2 separate regions of the Mus musculus genome follow, and region 2 is linked to region 1. Evidence: chromatin contacts called from public HiChIP or PLAC-seq data. All regions are on one chromosome and are shown on one strand. The core of a region is the stretch at or near the end of the contact, and the rest is flanking DNA. Distances in the headings are between cores, read along the strand shown.

Region 1 (6,876 bases), core at 3,965-6,464:
GCAGTTGGGAGGCAGATACAGATGGATCTGTAAGTTCAAAGCGAGCCTGTTCTACATAGTGAGCTCTAGTTGAGCCAGGTCTATACAGTGAGACCCTGTCTTAAAAATAAAACAACAAAATAACAACCAAAAAAAAAAAAAAAACCAAAAGGAAGAAAAAAAGTGATGAACATAGCATCTGCATGTGTCCCAAAGATGAAACTCTCTGGTGTTTGCTACTTTCCAGTGCTTATTTGACTAACTTGAGTTTGTGAAGGAGAATTGGCATGTCTTCGCAACTGAGGATCTTCTGAAATATCTCCTTATTAGGTCATGGCTAGAGTGAGGGGCTGACATCTCCACACAACAATATTATAGTATATTATTTTATAGTATTATATATTACATGACACCTCCTTCTTAAGGCAAGGCTTGCTATCCTCCTACCTCAGCCTCTTATATACTGAGATTACAAGTTTACATCAACAATGCTCAGCTATTCCTTTTTTTTTTTTTTTTTTTCAAGATAGGTTTTCTCTGTGTAGCCCTGGCTGTCCTGGAACTCACTCTGTATACCAGGCTGGCCTCGAACTCAGAAATTCACCTGCCTCTGCCTCCCAAGTGCTGGGATTAAAGGCGTGCGCCACCATGCCCGGCTCTATTCCATTTATTTAATCCCACTATTTAAATCTCACTTCATGGGATAGAGTGTTTCTTTATCAGATTTGTGACTTATAGAAATATTCTGAAACCATTTATATGAGTCCAGGCTCTCGGGTAAGGACCTTGAAGAAAGTGACAGAACCTGTGTAGTCACTAGGACCTCACTGCTTTTGAGCCCTGACTAGCAAATCCCATGGGTAGTTTTGCAGAACTTTCTCCTCTTTGCATCCATTAGTCCCTAGCTTTCATTTTGATGTTCAGAGAAACATAGAATAGGTAGATTTGGTGCAGAAAAGAGAAAGCAGTGTAAACAGAGGTGTCTTTATGTTTCTGTCGCCCGGAGACATTGTATGGCCTGGATTCCTTTAGCGTTTTTTTAATACATAGTCTAGTTTTTAGTTCAACAGTGGGATTAAAATCTGTATCATCCTCTACTCGTATTTTCAGTAATGTGTGTGCACGCTCGAGGTATATGTGTGGCATAAAAGGACAATTTTCAGTAGTTCTCTCCCACCATGTGTGTCCACTGATTGAACTCAGGTGGTCAGATTTGGCATTAGGCACTTTGACCATCTAAGCTGCCTTGCTTATCCTTTAGTAGTTACTTTAAACATTTGCTGATTGGAATAACACTGGAATGTGTAGAAATTGGGCTGGAGAGGACACGATGTCAGACACTTTCTAATTCTGTAGAGCCATGGTAGAGTCACCAGTGCTTGGATCCTGTGGATCTGTTGTTTTGACTTCAGAATCTTGAATTGGTTGCACATTGATGTTATTTGGCTGTGGCCTATAGCCATCATCACCCTTTTGTTCTTTTTTTTTTTTTTTTTTTTTTAAAGATTTATTTATTGTTTATTTTATATGTAAGTACACTGTAGCTGTCTTCAGACACACTGGGAGAGGGAGTCAGATGTCATTAAGGATGGTTGTAAGCCACCATGTGGTTGCTGGGATTTGAACTCAGAACCTTCAGAAGAGCAGTCAGTGCTCTTAACCGCTGAGCCATCTCTCCAGCCCCCTTTTGTTCTTCTAACTCATGTGAGGGATGCAAGACCAAAGACAGTATAGTCTATGTTGAGGTTCTTCTGCATTGTATGCTGAGCCCTTTCCAAGCATTGAGTACTGGTCACTAAGAGCTCAGACGTCCTGCAAAGAATCTGTTGTCCCTCCCTTCCTCCCTTTCTTTTTAAATTTTAGATGGGGTCTTTCCATGTAACTCTAGCTGGCCTAGAAATCACTGTGAAGATCATGCTGGCCTCGGGCTCACAGCGATCATCATGCCCCTGCCTCCCAAGTGCTAGGATTAAAGGCCTGTGCTACCATGTCTGGCTGACCATTATCATTCCTGCTTTACAATGAGAAAATGGTGACTTAGTGGTAACAAGAAATTCCGTCAGAATTCTTGACGGTTACCTCTGGAGGGCAAGTGTGGTGTCATCCCATCTACTACATTTGCAGTGTGGGAGCCATATACCCTCTTTACCCCTACTCAGTTAGGTGGGTCCCAGGCCCATCAGAAGCTGCAAAGTGGGTCTACAATGAATGGCAGGCCACTTCAGATTCTAAGGTCACTTGTACCTGTTCCCAAGGGTTCTAACATCTGGTTGACTGTACTGTTGAAAGGTGCTGGTGACTGTGATCCTCACAGGGGAGGAGGAGGCTGGATTCCTGATTTTACATGGAGGAGATGAGGGGATTTTGCCAGCTGCTGGTGGGTATTGTGGATTGCATCTCATAGGATAATCTTTTACCTTTAGGTGCAGAGGAGAGGTGCTTGTTCTATAAGTAGCTATATTTACACAGTAGAGGTATGCCCAGAAAGATCTTGTTTGTGAGCCAGTGTTTCACATTTTATACAGATGCTAATTTAGAGTGAGATGTTCCCTCTTGCCCTTCTAGTATCATCGTCACTGGTTCTTCTGTAGTTCTGAAGCCTTGTGTGAGAAGATAAACTCTTGGAAGAAGAGGTATCTTGGGAAACTAGGGTATAGCATAGGGAATGTGGAGTGAAAGATACACATGATGATCTAATGAGATGGACACAGTCAGAACCCAGACATCACCACCTTCCATGAGTGGGTACGCATTATAACATGGATAAATAACAGTTGTCATCCATGGGTGGACAGCATCAGGATATCCAAAAACATGCTTTTTTTTGGATGGGGTTTCTCTGTAGTTCTGGCTGTCCTGGAACTTAATTGTAGACAGCTTCTGTCTGCCACATGCTGAGATTAAAGACTAAAGGCATGCACCAACATGCCTGGCAACAGCATGCTCTTTTCTGTGAGTGGATATGCATCTGAGCATTGGTAGCATGCTGTCATTCACAAGTGGACAGTGTTAGGACATTAATGATATGCTATCATGCCTTCTGTTCTTTGATGTCAGTTGCCTTCATCTATTTGGGACTATAGACTGAGTATTATCTCTTTGTTGTTCTGGAGCCACAGCTTGTCTGAGTCATTACATGCATGTTAGCAACGTGGGCTCCTGTCGTTGCATTTGGGAGGGGACTGAGACTCTATGGGATTAGTGGTTCTGAGCCTAGAAGACAGTGTTCATTACTCCTGCATGTGCACCTTATATTTGCTGTTTGCTGTTCTCAGGGTTAGATGTAGGCTGGTGTTGAGGGCAGGAATGTAGCTGAGGGTAGTCTCTTACCAAAGTCAAGTGTAGATCTGGGTTCAGCTAGGAATGATGAGCTTCAGGGACAGTTCTGGAGACAATGCCTGCAAGTAGTATGGTCAAGTCTACTTGCCTGCTCCCTGTTTGGCTTCAAGGATGACTTCTGCACATTGTAAGACATGGTCCTCACCACTGCTGTCTGAGCTCCAGAGACCTCATAAAGAGCCAACGACTAGTGGATAAACTCATCCCATTTGAATTGCATCTCTAGGACTTAGGTGGCCAAAGACACTGGACTCGGGTGGGGTGATCCTAAGAGTTAGACAGGCCTTCTCCTCTAGCCCTAAGCCATCTGTTCAGCCCAGGATGTCCCACTTGGCTTAAGACAGATTTGTTCCTATGTAACAGGGCAGGGAGCTGGGACAGTAGAGACAAGCCCTAGGAGAGGATACATTTGCTGGTTCTTAGCTTATGCTCATTTTGGGCAGCAAGGTAGGCAGAGTTTAGGCCAAGGCTACCAGCATAAGAGCTCAAGGCCTCTGATTCTCAGAAGTATTCCATCATCAGTCATAACAAATTAAAGCCAGTAGAGCCCTTGCTTCTACCTATGGGTATTAGGTTGCTTTCTCAGGAGACTGAGGCAATCAAGTGATCACTCATTACAGGAGAGGAGGGGAGGGGAGGGGAGGGAGAGAGGGAGAGAATGAGAGTGAGAGAACAAATGAACCAAAACAAACAGCAGCAACAAAAACCAGTGCTTCATGCTGGACCTGGTGTAGTACATACCTCTTAGGAGGCTGAGACAGAAGAATAATGAGTTTAAGGCTAATTTGGGCTGTATATTGAAGCCTTATCTCTAAACAAAAAAACAAAACAAAACAAGGATCTGGAGAGATGGCTCAGCTATTAAAAAGAGTATTGGCTACTCTTCTGGAGGACCCTGCTTCAACTCACAACTATCTGTAACTCCAGTCCTAGGGAATCAATAACCCTTTCTGACTTATACAGACAACAGACATGCATGTGCTTACACGAAGGCAAAGCACCCATATGCATAAATAATTTTAAAACTGTGTGTGTATAATGTATACATATATATGTGTACACACACACACACACACACACACACCTCTTCCCCTGGCACTTAGCCACATCCCAGTCCTACTTGCCCATTAAAGGATATGCTGAAAAGGTTGGTTGTAAGCTCTGCTTTTTCTTTTTTCCCTTTCCTTTCCTTTCCTTTCCTTTCCTTCCCTTCCCTTTCCCTTTCCCTTTCCCTTTCCCTTTCTCTTTTTTCCCTTTTCCCTTTTCCCTTTTCCCTTTTCCCTTTTCCCTTTTCCTTTCCCTTTCCCCCTTTCCCCCTTTCCCCCTTTCCCTCTTTCTCTCTTTCTCTCTTTCTTTCTTTCTTTCTTTCTTTCTTTCTTTCTTTCTTTCTTTCTTTCTTTCTTTCTTAGAACTGGGTGGTAACTGTATATACCTTTAATCTTAGCTCTTGGGAGGCAGGGGCAGATGGATCTATAAGTTTGAGGAAACAGAAATTTTGCCTCAAAAAACAAGAGAGAGGGAGAGAGAGAGACAGAGACAAAGACACCCTGACTGACAGACTGACTCTGTTAGGGTTTTATTGATGTGAAGAGACACCATGACCATGGTAACTCTTATAAAGGAAAATATTTAATTGGGGCTGGCTTGCAGTTTCAGAGGTTTAAATCTGTTATATCATCATGTCGAGAAGATGATGGTAGTATGCAGGCAGGCATGGTATTTGAGCAGGAACTGAGAGTTCTACATCTTCATCCTCAGGCAGTAAGGAGGAAATTGTGGGTTTCATACTGAGCTGAGCTTGAGCTTTTAAGACCTCAAAACCCTGCCTTCACAGTGGCACACTTCCTCTAACAAGGTCACATCTCATAAGGCCACTCCCTATGGCTAAGCGTTCAAACACATAACTATGGAGGCCATTCCTGTTCAAACCAATATACACATACTCACCCACTCCACACACACATGGGGAGAGGGGGGAGGGAAGATACTGAGACTGACTCTTTGTAGTTCTGCCTGCCCTGGAACTCACTATGTAGATAGACTAGGCTGGCCTTGAGCTCACAAAGATCCTCCTATCTCTCTCTCTCTCTCTCTCCTAAGTGCTGTGACTAAAGTATGTGCCTCGGTGCCCATTCAGACCTGGCTTTTTATGTGTGATGAACTCAGGTCCTCATGCTTGCACAGTAGTTGTTTTATAGTTGAACTATCTCCCTAGCCCTAAGATCAGTATTTTCATTGACCCATATTAGAAGTTATCCTAGGAAACCTGAAGAGCATTAGTCACCAAGTAGCTTCTAGCTGGGAGAGACAAGTGAATCAGGTATTGAGATGCCATAGCTGTGTCAAATGTGGGTTTGGTTCCCAGCACTAATATCAGGAAGTTCATAACTCCTTGTAACTTCAGTTTTAGGAGCTACAGTATCTTCTTCTTGGTTCCGTAGGCACGAGGTATACACATGGTGCAAATGCATAGTGTCCACTCTGGGTTGGCCATCGGTAACCAGAGTACCTCTCACAATAGCCTGAATACCAGCTAATACTGGTGTTACAAGGACTGGGAAAGAAACACTGAGTGCTCAGGATACTGTGCCAGGGCATGTTGCTGAGGCAAGGTGGGCAGAGGCCGAGTGAATGGAATGCTGGAGCATAACTGAAGCTCAGGCTAAAAACATCCAAGAACTACAGAGTTTGACTTGGTATGAAGTGTGAGATGTAGATCAAAGTTCATTCTTTGGGTCTGTGCATGTCTAGGTATCATAGCACCATTTATTGAAAAGACTGCCTTTTCTCTATCAGTTTGCTTTTGTACTTTTGTCAAGAGTAAGTTGGGCATGTTTGCATGGATTCCACTAAGCTTTTATTTTGAGGACTTGGAAAAGTGCAGAGGGCTGACTGTAGAAGTGCAGCGGGCTGACTATAGTGATATACACCTATAACACATACTCCTGCCACTTCTGCATACTTGTAGGTGGGTTAGTGTACATGGATGGTCAAAGGGAGGCCTATTCCCTTAGAAACAATTTGGATATTCCTTCTCTTACACTGAGGGTACAGTACAGAGTGCCTGACAGTCAAGTACAGTCTATGGCTTACTGCTTAGTGTGCCCTAACCCTAGGATCTAAGATCCAAACAGACGAACCTCTCAAATAGCTTCATTTTTGGTATTTCCTAATTTACTAACTTGAGGTGCGGTGAGTAGTGCTATTGAAAGCCATCAGTGTATAGCCGTGGCTGCCGGGACCCCCCCCCCCTTTTTTTTAAAGATTTATTTATTTTATGTATATGAGTACATTGTAGCTGTACATATGGTTGTGAGCCTTCATGTGGTTTTTGGGTATTGAATTTAGGACCTCTGCTCACTCTGGTCAGCCCTGCTCACTCAGGCCCAAAGATTTATTAATTTTTATATCTTAAGTACACTGTAGCTGTCTTCAGATGCACCAGAAGAGGGCATTAGATCTCATTATGGGTGGTTGTGAGCCACCATGTGGTTGCTGGGATTTGAACTCAGGACCTTCAGAGGAGCAGTCAGTGCTCTTACCCACTGAGCCATCTCA
Region 2 (6,876 bases), core at 2,138-4,637, 85 kb after region 1:
CTCTTGGCTTCTCCTGAATTGCTGTGCTTGGTCAATTGTTCTGCTTGCTCTTATACTAACTTTGGCAATATGTCCTAATCTTCTGACTCCTTCTCATTCTCTGGCTTCTTCTGTCTTCATCTGTGTCTAAAGTGTGTGTTTAAGGGCTGAACCACACCATCACTACCCTTTGATCATGCTGTGAACCCCAAGATTCTGTAATTTACTGGAAAAACCTGGTTTTAGTTGTAGCGTGGCTTAGCATACACCTTTCATACAAGAGCTTTCAGTTTTTTTTTTTTTTTGGTTTTTCGAGACAGGGTTTCTCTGTATAGCCCTGGCTGTCCTGGAACTCACTTTGTAGACCAGGCTAGCCTCGAACTCAGAAATCCGCCTGCCTCTGCCTCCCAAGTGCTGGGATTAAAGGCGTGCGCCACCACGCCCGGCTCTCCAGTTTTTTCTTAAACAGGGTTAAATAAAGTCAACCATAGGTCAAGAGAAGGGGCAAAATCCCAGCAGTTGGGAGGCAGAGGCAGGTGGATTTCTGAGTTCGAGGCCAGCCTGGTCTACAAAGTGAGTTCCAGGGCAGCCAGGGCTACACAGAGAAACCTTGTCTCAGAAGAAAACAAAACAAACAAACAAAAAAGAAATAACCACGGAAACTAAAAGGGAATTAGGAGGACAGATAGAGAAACATGCATGCACAGGAAGTGGAAGGGAGTGTGGTTTGAGAAGGAGGTGGGGGCATTGCTTCTGGGGCATTGACTGTGAGGGAAGGTCAGCTTGGTGCTTTCTCTGCCTCCATGACCTAGCAGCCTTTCACCTGGACATCAGACTCCTGAGCCTTCATTGGCAAAATCAAGCATTTGAGAGTTTAAAACAACAATCACCTCTTCCTTCTAATTTAAGATCAGACTGAGACATCCGTATTGATGGACCAGAGCACAACCAGGCCAGTGTAGAAAAAAGTGTACCGGGAGGCAAGGAGGAGAAAACAGACATCAACATCAGAACAAAGCCATGTGTGTCAGCTGGAAATAGTAAGTGGGCAGGGCCAGGAGAAATCTGTAGAAAGGGAATTGTAGATGAGAGAAATTGGCGCGTTAGAGCCTTACTGTTCTTGGTTTGGTTTGGTTTGGTTCCCAGCTCCTACATGACGGCTCCCAAACATTTCTAACTCTGGTTCAAAGGGAATTGTGATATAAAACAAATATTGTACTATTAGGTTCTGTGTGGAGTACAAACGCCAACCCCCACGGAGAGCACATAAGCATCCGAGAGAACGGAGAACGATTTAACAAACACATGGGCTAGATCATCAAAACTGTCTGTCTCAGGGTGGACATTTATACAATTTATATAGAGTAAGTAGCTTTGTCATGAAAGTCTACCATTTTAGAGTGGTCTTTTCCTCCTAGTAGCAAAAGAAATCCCTTAGCCTGAACTTTATAGATCCAACACCTACTTCCCCAGCTTCCAGACACGAATCACCCCTGCCCAGTTTTATTTTTTAAAGTTGTTTTTTTCTTTTTTTCTAAAGATTTATTTATTGTTATATGTAAGTACACTGTAGCTGTCTTCAGACACACCAGAAGAGGGCGTCAGATCTCATAACGAATGATTGTGAGCCACCATGTGGTTGCTGGAATTTGAACTCAGCAGTGCTGACCCACAGAAGAGACGTTAGTGCTCTTAACCTCTGACCCATCATTCCAGCCCCAGTTTCATATATATGTAAAAGAGTGCATATTTAATTATTTTGCTTTATAACTTACAAATGTAACATTACTCTCAATAGCAATTAGTACTTTGCAGCACTGATAAATCAACATCCAAAATATTTTTTACATCTAATTCAAAAAACAGGTCTCTTTCTTTACTTGGAATTTCATAATCTGCTCAAAGGTCCAAGTCGTGGATTTTGGTACATTCTCCTAAATTCATGTGCTGTGGGTAAAAAATTATACATTAACACCTATCCATTTTAGAAAGCACATAATTGCGCTGGTGAGATGGCTCAGCAGTTAAGAGCACTGACTGATCTTCTGGAGGTCATGAGTTTAAATCCCAGCAACCACATGGTGGCTCACAATCATCCACAATGAAAACAAATAATAAAGAACCTAGGGGCTGGAGCAAGAGGAAGAAGTCGAGCGCGGGTGGGGGGGGAGTAACAAAATAAATAAATAAATAAGCATGTAATTAATATGACTTAGCATTTCAACTTTCACTGAAATAAGCAATATAGTTTTATAGAGAGTAAATGAAGAAATGGACCAAGTGTAATGGCATGTGCTGATAATCTCAATGGTCTGGAGGCTGAGCAGCAGAGGGATAGCAAGTTCAAGTCCAACCTGGCCTCTGTGTGTGTGTGTGTATGACTCTGTCTCCAACAGAAGAAATGGAGGCAAGCACATTTGCACATTTTTGTAATTGCAGCACTTGGTAAGGAAGGGAAAGTGGGAGGGTCAGGAATGCAAGTCATCTTTGGTTTCATAATAAGTTCAAGGTCAGCATGGACAACATGAGACTATATTACACAAACAAAAAGAACTGAGATATAACCTAGAAATTCACTTATCATTAGGTTTTTTTTTTTTTAAAGATTTATTATTATATGTAAGTACCCTGTAGCTGTCTTCAGACACTCCAGAAGAGGGCATCAGATTTCGTTAATCTGGACCTTTGGAAGAGCAGTAGGCGCTCTTAACCACTGAGCCATCTCGCCAGCCCCCTTGTTTTGTTTTTTGAGACAGCTTTTCCCTGTGTAACTCTGGCAATCCTGCAGCTTGCTCTGTACCATCAGGCTAGTCTCTAACTCAGAGATGTGCCTGCCTCTGCCTTCCCCAGCGCTGGGATTAAAGGCCTTTGCCTCAAGTTTAATTTATTTGTTTGACTAAAGTCTCATTAGAGCAGAGAATTTGATGTTTCAGGAACCAGGATAAAAATTAGTGGTGGAGTTTTTAATCTAGTCTTTTTTTAAAATAAAGATCTATTTATTTTATTTATATGAGTACACTGTAGCTATCTTCAGACACAGCTGAAGTGGTTATCAGACCCCATTACAGATGGTGGTGGGAACTGAACTCAGGACCTCTGGAAGAGCAGTTTGTGCCTTTAACCGCTGAGCCGTCTCTCCAGCCCTTTTTTTTTTTTTTTTTAAAAAAAAAAAACAGGAGGTAGGATCTTAGTCTCACAAAGACCACGCTTCCACAGGGTAGCCTGACACCCAGGACGCTGGCCTTGAACTACTCAAGCCTGATCCTGGGGATTACAGGCATACCACGACCGGCCAAAATCAAGCTTAGTTGATCTAGTCTTTAGAACGATTTGCGACCGTTCCACTCAGCGACTCCTGTACACTTCCCGACAGGCCTTGCATCAACGCCAAAGAACTTCCTCCCAGCATTCCCCGCGGCCGGAAAGCGCCGTGCGGGCTTCAGGCTGATAGGAGCGTCTTTCCTCGTCGCTGTTTGCGGCTTCTCTGGTCGAGTTGTGCGGAGCTTCTCGGCCGTCCCCACTGGCCACCATGTCCGCCCAGGCGCAGATGCGGGCCCTGTTGGACCAGCTCATGGGCACGGCTCGGGACGGTGAGTCTGAGCGGTGGCCCAGGCTCTGGGCGGGGTGGGAGCAAGGCGAGGCCGCCTGGAAGCCTGAGGTGAGGGCCGTGACAGCGTGCGTCTGCGCGGGGCGCCATTTTTCTCCCCTGCTTGCTGACCCCAGGCTCGGGGCCTTTGTCTGATCTGCTTGGCCTGCGAGTCTCTCGCAGCCGCCGCGTTCTACTGGTCCGGGCTGCCTCCTTCCTGAGAGTCCGATCCGACGGTGGGGCTCTGTCCCCTTCTCGTTTTCCGTCATGCGAGTTCCTCTTGGTCGGCACGGCGGCTCGGCGCCGCCGGGCAAACTGGAGCGTCGGCGAAGGGCTGGAACCAGCGCGGGCTCCGGGGTGCTGGCTGCCGGGTGGCGGAATTTCTCTGATACTCTTCGGAGGAGAGGCGATCCCCGAAGGAGCTGGACGGGTTTCGAAAACCCGGGCGTTCTTGCTCCATACGGTTACACGGGGAGCCGCAAATGAGCATTTCTAACGTGGGTTCCCTCCGCGTACTTTTCTAGTCTTCCCTCCCTTCATTCCCCTGCCTCACAGATTAGCCTCGGTTTAGTCACCTCTCGGCATTCATTAGGTAGTTGGTTCAGTAAGGAGGCGTGCAAGATCATGGTGGTGTCTCAGGAAAAAGCAGTTGCATCCTAGCAAAGCTAGATCCCTGCTGTGGTTTGTGTTTTCATTTTTACTAAAGTAATAAAGTTGTAATTTCACACTGGCACATTTCACAGGGCTGTGCAGATTCTTTGCACCATTTCATAGGTCAATACGTGCTTTTAGCTTTCTTTGTATGTTGAGTTGCTTTTGAATTGCTTCCCATATTTTTATTTCATACAAACTGAACAATTGTGGCCCCTCTATTTTATTTATAAAGGTTCAGTGTATCTTTGCCTGCCTACATCAATCTGCAAGGGAGTTGCAGAAAAGCCTCATGTTCATCGAGCCGTGAGTCACAACCAATTTCTAAGCTGTTATAACAAAAAAGTGTTTGCTTTTTTCCCACAAGTAACTTTAAAAGTGTAGTTTAGAAAGAAAACATTTTCAGTAAAAAGACACGACATTAATCCTGGATGCTTGCCAATCCTGAAGTATATTCTCCCTGACTATTACACAGCACTGTGTCCTGTACACAGATAGCCTTAGAATTTGTCACATACCACTTTGCCTTTACTTTTATGTATCATTCCCCGACTTCCTTACTGCAGGTGTGGGCAAGAAAACTTTTCCTTTAAAACTTTTCAACAGCGGGCATAAAATTCTGCAGCTGAGTTCTTGAAGATTGCAGATGGGTACAGTATGTGTTGGAGTTCACAGTGTGTATTGACTAACCTGATTCCTTTTTGCTTTCTTTGGTATTGTCTTGTTAAAAGTGACTCCCAGGTGCCAACTTTCCTTTTTGAGGGTGGGGATGAAAGGGGAAGAAGAAGAAGAAAAGGTCTAGAGATATTTAAGTCAGTGATAGAGCTTGAAACCGTTCTTCCTCTTGTAGTTTTTTTTCATAAAATACTGCCTATTAATTTGATTCTAACAAGAAAATCAGATTATTGAATAGCTTTGGTTGGTGGAGATTGGCAGCTGTAATGATCCGCAGTGGATTCATGGCACTCATTACACCCAGTCTTGATGGGTCATTTGCCCACATGTAAATTTGGGTGGATGCCTTCTGGTGCTCACTCCTACTTCTGACTCTGTTCTGCGAATTAACGGTGGAGTTAGATGTGGTTCAGTGTGCTTCTTCATAAAAAACTTAGCTTAAAAACTATTTGTATTTTATTCCAATTGTAAATATCTTTAGCTCAGTTTCTTAGTGTATATGATGGGAAGAATACAGAAACACTAGTCTGCAAATCGTCCAGGTGTATTAATTTTGCCAGATAGCCTTGTGTAGTGAATGAGATAATACTTTATTTAAAACCACAAATGAATTTCAGGAGATGAAACCAGACAGAGGGTCAAGTTTACAGATGACCGTGTCTGCAAGAGTCACCTTCTGGACTGCTGCCCCCATGACATCCTTGCTGGGACGGTAGGTGCATTCCAGACCTTTGTGATTAGATTACTTAGAAGGAGTGCTACAGTAGATGTTTTTATATATATAATAAAATACTGCATATATGTGTATGTATGTATGTATATATATATATATGTATATGTATGTATATGTATGTGTGTGTATGTATGTATATATATATATATATATTGAACCCAAGAGAGAGATTTTGTCTTTAAAAAATTAGCAGCACTTGGGAGGCGGAGGCAGGCGGATTTCTGTGTTCGAGGCCAGCCTGGTCTACAGAGTGAGTTCCAGGTCAGCCAGGGTTACACAGAGAAACCCTGTCTCAAAACATCAAAAAAAAAAAAAAAAAAAAAAAAAAAATCCATGATGGGTGCTGGAGAGGCGGCTCAGTGGTTAGAACACTTGTTGCTCTTGCAGAGGACCCACGTGTTGGCTTACAAATATCTATAACTCCAGTTCTAGGGCATCTAATACTTTTGTATGTTCCACAACTACATTCATTCATGTGAACATACCCAGACACCGGAATATACGTAATTTAAAAATTATAAAATTAAGCCTTAAAATTAAATAATGTAATGTTTGAAAATAGAGTGTTAGGACTCACACAGCAACTCAAAACTGTCTTAACTCTACCCAGACATGTACATGGTACACAGACATACATTCAAGCAAAATATCTATATACATAAAAATGTAAAAAAAATTACAGAAGGAGCAATGCTCATCTTTTATCTTTTAAAAAATAGTTGAGTATTTCATACACTCATACAAGGTATTCTACTCTTATCCATCTCTCCACACTCAGGGGATTTGACTTTGAGGGTCTCATGGGACACATGGAGTGGGAGTTGTAGGGGGAGAGAATGTTTTTTAGGTAGAATTCTATTTTCCTTTACCATGTAAAGTCTGTTGCTCTTCAAATTATAGATTGTTGGTAAGTGCTTGGGTTGTGAAACAGTTCATTGAAATCCATTAAGCAATCGGGTTGTTTTGAAAATTTTGCTGATCTTATTTAATTTCAAGTTGAATTTATATTAGACCTTACTAATAGTATATTTACATAAATGTATACATATATGTATATACATACAAACACATAATTTTGGGTGTAGGCCTGAGTCCATGCAGGTGCCCACAGAGGCCAAAAGAATGCATTGGATCCTCTGGAATTGGAATTATAGGTAGTTTTTAGTCCTTCTGAGCCACCTTTTCAGCCTCTGTTTGCTCTTACCTTATTTATTATTTATACTGAGTGTGTATTTGTTGTGTGCATGTCCGT

What was found. HiChIP or PLAC-seq counts read pairs in DNA pulled down with a chosen protein or histone mark.
Region 2: a contact with region 1 is called in an H3K4me3 HiChIP or PLAC-seq map of bone marrow-derived macrophages, with 3 times the contacts expected there. The contact joins the promoter of Luc7l here to the enhancer-like site in region 1. A contact is called at or near these places in 2 of 39 promoter capture datasets (the HPC-7 cell line and the SN4741 cell line), 2 of 484 Hi-C or Micro-C datasets (CD4 T cells and nephron progenitors), 11 of 115 datasets of contacts at active chromatin or transcription factors (the 230-238 cell line, the HPC-7 cell line, the SCID.adh cell line and 4 more) and 3 of 9 other capture datasets (adipose tissue, liver and pancreatic islet).

The regions. Positions count from the first base shown.
Region 1 is chr17:26,163,062-26,169,937 of GRCm38.p6, forward strand. All of the region lies in intron 2 of Axin1 (axin 1), which reads left to right. Among named protein-coding and RNA genes, the nearest start is that of Gm46600, 28 kb to the left of the region's middle. Within about 2 kb of position 5,215, at least 95 of the 459 cell types and tissues checked have an H3K27ac peak or open chromatin away from gene starts, as enhancers often do. A contact at or near this core is called in the 230-238 cell line, the HPC-7 cell line, the SCID.adh cell line and 3 more, where this site is marked.
Region 2 is chr17:26,249,523-26,256,398 of GRCm38.p6, forward strand. It overlaps Luc7l (Luc7-like), which reads left to right and starts at 3,388. Exons shown (of 10, transcript NM_028190.3): 1 at 3,388-3,569; 2 at 5,509-5,603. The coding sequence starts at 3,509.